Regions from separate parts of the Mus musculus genome. Here region 2 is linked to region 1. The links are chromatin contacts, called in public promoter capture Hi-C maps. All regions are on one chromosome and are shown on one strand. Each heading gives the region's core, a stretch centred on a gene start, on an enhancer-like site or on the middle of the called end of the contact. The rest is flanking DNA. Distances are from core to core; before and after follow the strand shown. Region 1 overlaps Gm30974 (a long non-coding RNA gene). Region 2 overlaps Sulf1 (sulfatase 1).

Region 1 (5,027 bases), core at 965-3,464:
CTCCAAGTTACTACTTACCAATGTATATTTTCTATCTTGGCTTCTCTTGACCCAATTGAGCAACTGTCTGTGTAGCATTCCCTTTACATAGTAGCTTTGCTTCTCCCTCCTAAACTTTATTCTCCTCCCATAGCTGCCTCTATGTCTTTATCCTTCCCCTTGCTATGGTCCCAAACCCTGGAACCCTAAACCTATGTCTCTCCTCTTCAGCTATTAGCAGCTGGCATCTTTATTTACCAATCAGAATTAATTGGGACAGGTTCCCAGAAGCTACATTCAGACTTTCTCTTGCAAACAGTTTTAGAGGACCCAATTAGCATTAGAATACAAACAGCTACACAGGTGGTCTGCTACTGAGCTGGGAATGAGGCTAAGCCATTAGATGGAGAAATGGAGAGGAAGGTGAATATCTGCATTCCTCTACTTGATTTCCTAGTCTGAATGGCTTGTGGGTTTCTTCCTAGGGAGTCCCTGCTGGATCTGGGGGCTGGGATAGAGCAGTGAGTTCTGGGAAGGAAAGTTTGTAAGGGAAGATCTATGTGAGATACTGGAGGTGGGAGAAGGGACACAGGGGAGGTCTGCCACAGATGTGAGCATAAGACTGAGAGACTGGATTTGGAGGAAAGAAGGAACAAATGAAGATCTGCTGGGATGCTTTAATAATTATATATTAAACCATATTCTGAATTACCCTGTTATGAAGGTATGCAAATATATTGGCTTAATAAGGTAGAAATGTAATACTAAAAGTTATGAATATGACAACCTAAGAAAAAATTAATAACCAAATATGCTTATGTCAAAATAAAATTTTATCTCCCTAATTCAAACTAGTCATTTTTTAATTTTAAGCCTCATACAACATATATGATAAGGAGGAGACACCAGAAACAGGCTCAAACACTTTGCAGATATGAAGATCTTTTCAGAAGAGGGCTCTTTTAAAGTTGCAATGTTTCAAATAACTGGACACAATCCAGGAAACCTTTTAAACTAATCTACAAGCTCATAAAAAGATTTTTGCAGTAAACACATGTTCAGAAATTATACAGCTGATTAGCAAGCAGGTAAAGTACTTCCATATAGACTTTTATCTCCAGAGGGAATAAAGATGTAGTTCAAAGTCTAGAGAATTTTGTCAAAATCCAAAGAATACACACAATGTCTTGATTTCAAAATGTCCTGCTGCATGAAAACTGTTCCTGATACTTTATCTGCTGAAAGAGAACACCACACAATGCTTTAGTTATTTGTTTTGCCTCCATGACAGAGAGCATAAACACATTTAATTTGCCCATTAGAGACAATGCTTTGCTGGGAATGAAACAGACTGACTCTGAAGAGCCATTTCTGTTCATAACAGGATACCAGATGCCATGCACCAAATCCCAGCTCTCTCCTATGTATCACTATCGCTAGCCGAAGGAGAAAAAGTTGTTAGTCTCCTTTTGTTTGAAAAGAGACTAAGAATATTCTCAAATTCAGATGCCTAAATATGACCATAGAATATACATATTCACTTATTAAACAATGTTTTTGGCAACTCAAATAGAAAAATAACTTTGGTTATGGAATTTATCTTGTCTATTTCACCATTATTCAAGGTTACTATTGACACTTAGTTTTTGCTAATACAAAACTCACTGAGGACCATACTGTGGAGTATAAGGGAAAAATTTAAAGGTGACGATCCGATTAATAAGATATGTTCTATTTTGATTATAAACCTTAAACAGGAAGCTTACAGTAGACAGAAACTTGAAAACCTTGCACAAGTTCTTGTACAATTTGGAAAGTTTTGCACCATGGATATTTGTTATGCAAGAAAGAAGTGAAAACTACCATAGGACCATGCATATTAGTTGCGTATGAAATATGAATAAATTTAGCATTTAGACATGGGTCCCATCTCCTAGTTAGTTCATTGTATACATGAGAATATCCCAGCCTCTGACAAATCATGAAACTGGAGACATTAAGTCTCAAGCGTTTAAGGGAAGCCTTGCCTGCAGCAGCTGTGTAATTGGATAAAGGCCTAGTGTCTTACAAGTGATCTTTCTATGTATGTAACTAAATGTCAACTCAGTCTCTGATGAGTGATTTTCACTGCAGTTAACACTTTTGAAAGCCTTCTAGTTTGGAAAGCAAATAGCAATGTCTGGTTTCTATCCCGGCTTGGATGGTGTTTGTGGTTCATCATTCTGAATGATTAAGAAGCAACATTGTGTGACTGGCCCACTTAGTTTTTATTGCCAGGTAGGGTATTTTCTAAGGGTCCGTTCAATTTTTATCACTGAAAAGACCAACCACAGTGAATGGTTTATGTGTCTTTCTGAAATGTATAAAAAGCATTACCAAAAAAACAATTAACAGACATTAAGCACACATGAAAAGCTGTGCAGAGTGCTTTCGGCATTTGTAATGTATTTATAATTGCAAACCTTGTTAAATGTTTTCTTATGGAGACTGGAGAGATAGCTCCAAGGTTAAGCTTGATCTTCCAGGTTGCTTTTCCTGCTTTCTAGAGGATCTGAATTCAATTTCGAACACCATGTCAAATGACTTCCAAATGCTTATATTTTCAGCCCCTGGGGATCCAATGCCCTATTCTGCCCTCTGCAGGCACTTGCACGCAAATGGCATGTGCTCACACATGCATATAACAACGTTTCATTTTTTAGGATATAAAGAAGAGAAATATAATAAAATTCAAATTCACAGACTGTCTACAAATACTACAAACATTAACCATTACAGAAAAACATTTATTTTACTAATAATATCTACCCCTGAAAGTATGGTGCACCCAAATATGTGTGTTAGATTTTACATAATAAAAAATAAACAAAATAATAAAATGTTTAATAATGACAAGAGCATGGCTGTGTGCATGCAAACTGAGTTTTTATTGATGTGGTGGGTTGTATTGTGTTGTGGTAAGGTGTAGTGGTATGGTGTATGTGTATGGTGTAGTGGTATGGTGTGGTGTGGTGGGCTTCTTCTCAAAAGCTAAGCTCACGTGGATCAAGCTTCATATCTGTGGAAACTCTCCACGTCTAGTAGTTCATTCATTGTATCTTTGTCTTGTGACATCCAAGGAAATAGAGATACTTAGGCATGGGTTTCTGTGACATAAATGTTCCAAAGATAATGTTTACAAATGAGTGCTGTTGATGAAATGCGGGCTCTAGGTTTTTGAAAATGTTGTGGTTTTATAATCCGTGATATAATTGTGCCCTTCTTTAAAATTCCTGTTAGTGACTTAGCTTCTTTTTATTTCATAAGTACACTCCTTAGAGTATAGCATAAGGACATCCAACACTTTGCATTTTCTTTTCTACATCTTATTTTGAGATGATAACCAGGAATACAGCAGAATATTTTAGAGTGAAATTTGTCTTGGTAGATAATGGAACTTTTTGCTGATTTCTTTAATAAGCAAGTCTGTTTACAGGCCTGAAAGAAGTGCAGAGGATCATCTATTGGGAAGATGATCTATGAATGACTTCCTGAGAGAATCTTCTTTCATATGAATTTTTAAGGACTTTGGAGTTTGCCATTTCAACAGCCATGGAACTAAAAGAGAAGGGATGAAAGAAATTTTCAACTGTCAGTGACAATTGCACTGCTTTCTGGTTGGAAAAAAAACTACAGTATCCAAACTCCATAATCCACAGTATGAGAAACAGTCACCCACTCTATTGTTCAAAACTCAGACCTCTAGAATATTGATTACATTCATAATTAGTAATGTCTTCCATCAACCTCTTATGCTCCATGATGGCATGCAGTCAACTCTTTCAACATTTCTAAATATTTTTCTAGCATCTCTTAAAACAAGTACTTTTATCAGCTCTTGAATCTAATTAGGATCCTACCTAACTCTAATTATCTTTCTACAATAAAAATGACTGACAGCTAATCTGAAGAACATGACTCAAAGTCCATGTGGATTTGGAATAGCAACTGTCCCTTTAATGGGCCTGTTTCTACTTAGTATTCATCAGTGATGTGGGTGAGGCAGATGCTCTGTCTGAGTATTTGGTTTGAAGAGCTAGAAACATAAGCCAGCTCCTCTCCGGGCTGCCTTTGCTCAGTCGTGACATTACTGTGAGATTTGCCAACAAGGGGGAAAAATTTAGTAATCATAGGATAATTGAGAATGTTTGCCTGGTTCCCAGCTATCTAGGTTAAATCTTAAGAAGTCTGTGAGACTACATCTGTATCAAGACATTTTCCACACTGAACAGTTCTTAATTCCAAGCCAGACCGTATCCCAAACCGGAAGAAGGAGCCTAATTACCTAGTCTGTCCAAGTGACTATGTTTGGGCCAGGTCCCAGCATGTAAGATTGCTTTGAGGAGCTCTTAAATTCATTTTGAGAGTTGGAATTCAATTGAATGGTAGCATGGCACTGACCTATGCCTCCATATGTCCTTTTATGGTATAAGAACTCCACCTGGTGCTTTCTGAGTCTCGGAGAAATGTCCCTAAAGTCCAATGCAATGAAGGTATGTTTTCCACCTTGTGGTGTACAGAGCTTGGTGGTAGGTCTGCCAATTGTCTGGGCTTCTCCCCTGACAGGTCTACTGCTTCCTAGACATTTTCCCAAGCCGCTGTCTTACTGTACTGCCCAGGCCTAACAGCAATGAAACTGACCAATCATGGATTATCTCCAAACTCTGAGCTAAAATACACTCACTCTTTTTCTCTTTATGAGATGATTATCTTGGACATTTGTGAGTAGTAGAGACTGATGTCAACACAGGGCCCTGAACATGTTTCTTAGGCTTGTCCCTGCACTAGGAAAGCCAACTGTGAACAAAAAGGGTGGTATTGTGAATGGGAGGAGAATCCTGATGACCTCTGCAGCCCATCATGCCAAAATGGTCCTTGCCTCTAGGCTATGTTAGGCAGAGCATGCACTAGTGTCCAGTAGGTGAAATAAGTGTGATCAGATCCCCTGTATTGCTTATGGCCAATCATTTTAACTCTGGGTCATGACCCCATATAAGTATAGTAACTGA
Region 2 (5,027 bases), core at 701-3,200, 690 kb after region 1:
AGCCCCTGCTTTCGTCTTTTACTTCACTTCTTCGATGGATAGATGGCACGCTGTGTTAAGCAGTAGCAATACTCAGGTGGGTAAAGTGTCTCGTCTTGGAAGAGTTGTTGTTCTGAGGAACAGATCAAAACAACAGATAATCCCATAATAGTTAGCTTTTTTTATATATCTGAAAAGGAATTGTGTTCAGGATTGAGAGAAGATGCCCAATTCAGACTGTTACTTCTGCCTGAGGAAGCCAGGACCTTTCACAAGGTGATGGTGATGGGCTGGGCTTCAAACAATAAGCAGCTGACGGGAAGAACTTTCCAGAAAGGAAGAGCACTGATGAACAATACAGAGAGGTAGACTAGTCTATGAACTAGTCATAGCCTGGTTATTGAATCCAAGAGAGATATGTCAGCACAATGTTAATTCTAGTGAGGCACACATCCACAGACGAGCTTCTGATCTGCAGTTTATAGCTCCACCAGAATATATTACTAAGAAACTTGCAGGTATTACTAGTTTATGTGCACAGGTATTTTGCCTGTATATGTCAGTAAAGGTACCAGATAACCCATAATTGGTGCTACAGACAGTTGTAAGCTGCCATGGAGGGGCTGGGAATTGAACTGGGGTCTTCTGGAAGAGCAGCCAGTGTTAACTGACTGAGCCATCTCCCCAGCCTCTGATAGTGTTAATTCCTCGGGCTGCTGTTCCTGCAGCAAACCCAGGTCAGTGGGGGGAAGCATCTGTGGCCCAGAACTCCTACTCCTCCATGTCCACTATTTTGGGGTCTGCTTTTCACTCAAAGAAGAGACAAAAGAATTTTTGTAGAGCTGGGAAATGGAAAGCAGATGTGACTCATAGTTTAGAAATATTCTTGCTTATTTGTATTCGCGGTACGGGAGATGAAGTCTAGGACCTTCTAAATGCTAGGCAAGGATTCCACCCCAGAACTACACCCCGAGTCCTAGAAAGATTTTGTCTGTGTCTCCTATTGACCATATGAAGTATGGGCTGTGCAAAGGCCAGTGAGCAGAACTCTGCAAACTAGGAGAACTGAGGAGAGACCATTGCGATCAAATGGGAGGTGTGAGGCCTGGGCTGTGAAGGTGGACAACAGACTAAGATTCCAGACATTTTTTGAAGGTATAAAATTCATAGCATGGGCCTGGATGAACAGAATGAAGGGACAGAACATTTCTAATGTAGTTTCAGATGTAGGCAACTGAGTAGCTAGCTAGAGGAGGACACAATGGAGCAAAAGAAGGTGCAAGCTGAGAATAGAGTTCATTGACATTAGCAGTTAGTAAGGAATTGTACCATTGAATAAAGATAGAGGGGTCTCTCTCTCTCTCTCTCTCTCTCTCTCTCTCTCTCTCTCTCTCTCTCTCTCTCTCTGTGTGTGTGTGTGTGTGTGTGTTTTAAGATGTGTAAGTGTGTGTGAGCACATGCATGTATTTATGTGCATGTAAGTGAGGTATGTGTAAATAAGCTTTTAAGTATGTGTCTAAGTGTGGGGGTGTGTAAATGTGTGTAAGCATGTATGTGTGTGTGTGTGTGTGTGTGTGTGTGTGTGTGTGTGTGTGTGTGTGTACCAGAGGACATCCTGGGTTGTTTGTCTTCCTCAGGCACTGACTGCATCCACCTTGTTTTATTTTGTTTTGTTTTGGAGACAAGGTCTCTCACTGGGACCTGGGACTCACCAGTTAGGCTAAGCTGGCTAGCCAATCAGCTCCTGGGATCCTCCCAGCACTGGTATTACAGGCTCATGCCATTGCCATGCTTGCTTTTTATTCTGAGCCTGGAGAGTGATCCCAGGTGCTCACACCCAAATGGCAATGCTTTGTTGACTGAGCTATCTCCCCTGCTTCATCTTAAAAACAGCTTTTTAAGCGTATAAAATTAGCAGACTTTCCTCTCTATGCAATGTTGAGTAGGAAGGTAAAGACTACTCCCTCTTCTGTGTTAATGTTCCCAAGAAAGGTCTGTATCCTGGCTCACTGGATTTGTTGCTTAACTCTTGGTCCCTGCTGTCTGTCTACTGGACTATGTTCTCATTGACTTCACAAGAGATAGGCCATGTCTAGGTGCCCTTAGTTTAGCCTTAAAGGAAAAAAAATGTTTGCTTTCACCTTGCCATGAGCACTGAGCAGAGTGGAGCACTTTCTGGAGCATCATATATTCAAGATTTGGTGCTATTTGCCCATCCAAAAGAAGGCTTCTCCCTAGGCGGCTTGCGCTTCACTTTGGAGGAGGCACCCCAAGACCAAAGCTTGTATTTCATTACCTGGCCCAGAAGAGGACTGCAACCATTTCTCCTGAATTCCACCAGCCAGGTCGAGCCACTCCTCAGCAAAGTGTGGGAGTACAGAGGAGGGGCTGGTGACATTTATAATTGACTTCTTTAAGGACTTATTATTTAAGTACATGCATATGAGGAGAGGCAGATGCCGCCAGAGTTCTTGGAATCGCTTGGGATAGTTAACAGGTGGTTATGAGCTGCTTAGGTGGGAGAGGAGAACCGAACTCAGGGCTTCTGTAAGAGCACTGAGGACTTACTCACTAGGCACTCCATCCAGCTGCGGCCGTTGGAAGGCAATTTAACATTTTAGGCAAACAGAAAGGCCTGCTGAACACACAGGAAGCTGAGACTTTTTCCAATCTTGGGGTCTGATTACTTGATAACCTTGGGTTTCTCAAACACTTTGACCCTTCCTATGCTCAGCACTTAATCTTCTATGACAAAGCATCTCGGATTTCCTGGATTTCTGAGCTCTTGCCCCACATGAGCATGGCAGAGTACATGCCATTGATTATGAAAGAGACTTAGCCCCAGACATTGTGGCTCGACTTGTAAACTTGTATACTATTTCCTCTCAGTAGGTGAGCTGTTTAAGCACTGATTTTAAAGGGATTTCTACCTCTAACATAAAATTTTTAAAAATTATTTCTTAGATGGTGTTTGATTATAATCTAAATCTGAGCTGATGGGTCATTCCAACCTTCCAGTGACTAAAGCTTTGAAAATTATCTTTGACTTTTGGGGGAGTTGGGGGATGAGATTGAAACCAAACTTTACAAATGTTTGACAAATGCTCTGTCATGAAGTTGTACCTCTCCCTGTTTGATTTTTGATACGATGGAAAATTCCAGTTTTTGCCAAAAATGACTTTTTGGGTTTTTTTGTTTTTGTTTTTGTTTTTTGGGTTTTTTTGTTTTGTTTTGGTTTGTTTTTTGGTTCTTTTGTTTTGTTTTGTTTTTTGTTTTGTTTTGTTTTTTTTCCAGACAGGGTTTCTCTGTGTAGCCCTGGCTGTCCTGGAACTCACTCTGTAGACCAGGCTGGTCTCGAACTCATAAATCTGCCTGCCTCTGCCTCTCCAGTGCTGGGATTAAAGGCGTGCGCCACCAGCGCCCAGCCAAAATGACTTATTATTGCATGGTGGGAAAAAGACTCTAAGGCTAGACGTGTAGCTGTGGAAAATACTTGCCTAGCATGAGTGAAGCTAATCTTTTGACCTCTACACACAGCATGTCATATGCATATGGGCACATGTGTGGACATGGGTGCACAGATACACACAGAGAATCTAATTCAAAATTAAAAAAATACTGAACAAATATAAGACTGATGATATATATCTTTAATTCCAGTACTTGGGAGGCTGAGGTATTGTGGACCCCAGGTTAGCCTGGGCTAAGTAGAAATTATCAGGCCAACCTAGACTATGCAGCAAGACTTTATCTTTAAAAAACGAAGAAAAGAGAAGGGAGCAGAAAGGATGAAGTGAAGCAGGGAAAGAGAAAGGCAGGAAGATTGTCATGAGGTAAATAGTGCATTCCAGGCCAACCTGGGCTACAGAATAAAAACCTACCACACACTCCTGAAATGAAGAGAAATGGAAAACAAATAGAGAATGATAAAGAGAACGATGTTGGGTGTGGTGATTTATGGCTCTAATTCCAGCACTTGGGAATTTGAGGCTGGGGGATTTCTGTGGATTCTTGACCATTCTGGGCTGCATAGTAAAATTCCAGATAAACCTGCTCTATGGATTAAGGCCCTGCCTGACCTCTCCCATAACAAAGAAAAGGGGGAGGGGAAGAGGATCAAGAGGCAGGAAAGAAAGATAATGTTAGAGATTCTCAAAAGCACAAGGAGGGGTAGAAAGAAAATACAGTTTAGTATGTGGTACCAACTGGCCGGTCCACAAAGAGACCGTGCCGGCAGCAGAGGCTTCCTGAACTACTAGTGAGTCCTCCATGATTTCTCTGGGTATGGTATGCCTGCATGGTTATGCTGACCAGGGTTTCCTCCATGCAAGTTGCTGAGCCACAGTGCTTGCCTCTGTAGCGTCAGAAGCTCAGATGAACTCAGACACCTGAGTGCAGAGCATGCTTAGTTACAGGCTCGATGGAAAGCTGGACGCTCCTCAACTCTCTCTTGGGTTTGGCTTCTGAAGTTCTCATGTTTTCTGGTCTCATGTCATTGTATCTGAAGTAATCCTCTCACATGAACACACCACTCACCACGCCAGGATTTGTGTGGTTTTTTTTTTTTTGCAATTTTCTACTGAGGACATTTTTGGCGTTTAGACCATCCTTTAGGGAAAGCAGTTTGGAACGACTTTCCAGGTTCAAAGGATCCAGGGAAGAATGCTCTTCAGCAGCAAGACTGAGCCACTAATGGGAGACGATAAAAGAACATCTACCTGCATGAGGAGAGCCCCCACTGAGCCATTTCTGATTGTGTCTGTGCCGTGTGCAAAGGAAGCAAAGTCTAAAACAGCTTATAAAAAAAAAATCCATCACCAACTAACCTTCCACCAAAGCCTGGGGGCTTAAGGATATTTCTCTGCAGGAACATCTGATGAGCTGGTGAAGCTGGGAAAGCAGAAATGCTCTGTTTCTGAATATCTGACACCTGGGACAAGAACAGAGCAGAGTTCCATCACCTAGTTCTGCACCAGGGACTCAAGCACAGTGACACACATTGGCTGACCCAAGCTTGGCAGCTAGAAAGCTAAGTTCTACTTCTCTGA

Evidence for each region. Promoter capture Hi-C pulls out the DNA fragments that hold promoters and counts their contacts.
Region 2: a promoter capture Hi-C map of frontonasal cranial neural crest shows a contact between it and region 1. The contact joins two enhancer-like sites. A contact is called at or near these places in 5 of 39 promoter capture datasets (cranial neural crest, embryonic stem cells, frontonasal cranial neural crest and 2 more) and 1 of 115 datasets of contacts at active chromatin or transcription factors (embryonic stem cells).

Annotation. Positions count from the first base shown.
Region 1 is chr1:12,025,672-12,030,698 of GRCm38.p6, forward strand. Gm30974 (a long non-coding RNA gene) reads right to left here. Exons shown (of 4, transcript XR_373208.2): 4 at 3,413-3,576. Among named protein-coding and RNA genes, the nearest start is that of Gm30974, 33 kb to the right of the region's middle. Within about 2 kb of position 2,215, at least 5 of the 459 cell types and tissues checked have an H3K27ac peak or open chromatin away from gene starts, as enhancers often do.
Region 2 is chr1:12,720,826-12,725,852 of GRCm38.p6, forward strand. All of the region lies in intron 1 of Sulf1 (sulfatase 1), which reads left to right. Among named protein-coding and RNA genes, the nearest start is that of Sulf1, 31 kb to the left of the region's middle. Within about 2 kb of position 1,951, at least 2 of the 459 cell types and tissues checked have an H3K27ac peak or open chromatin away from gene starts, as enhancers often do.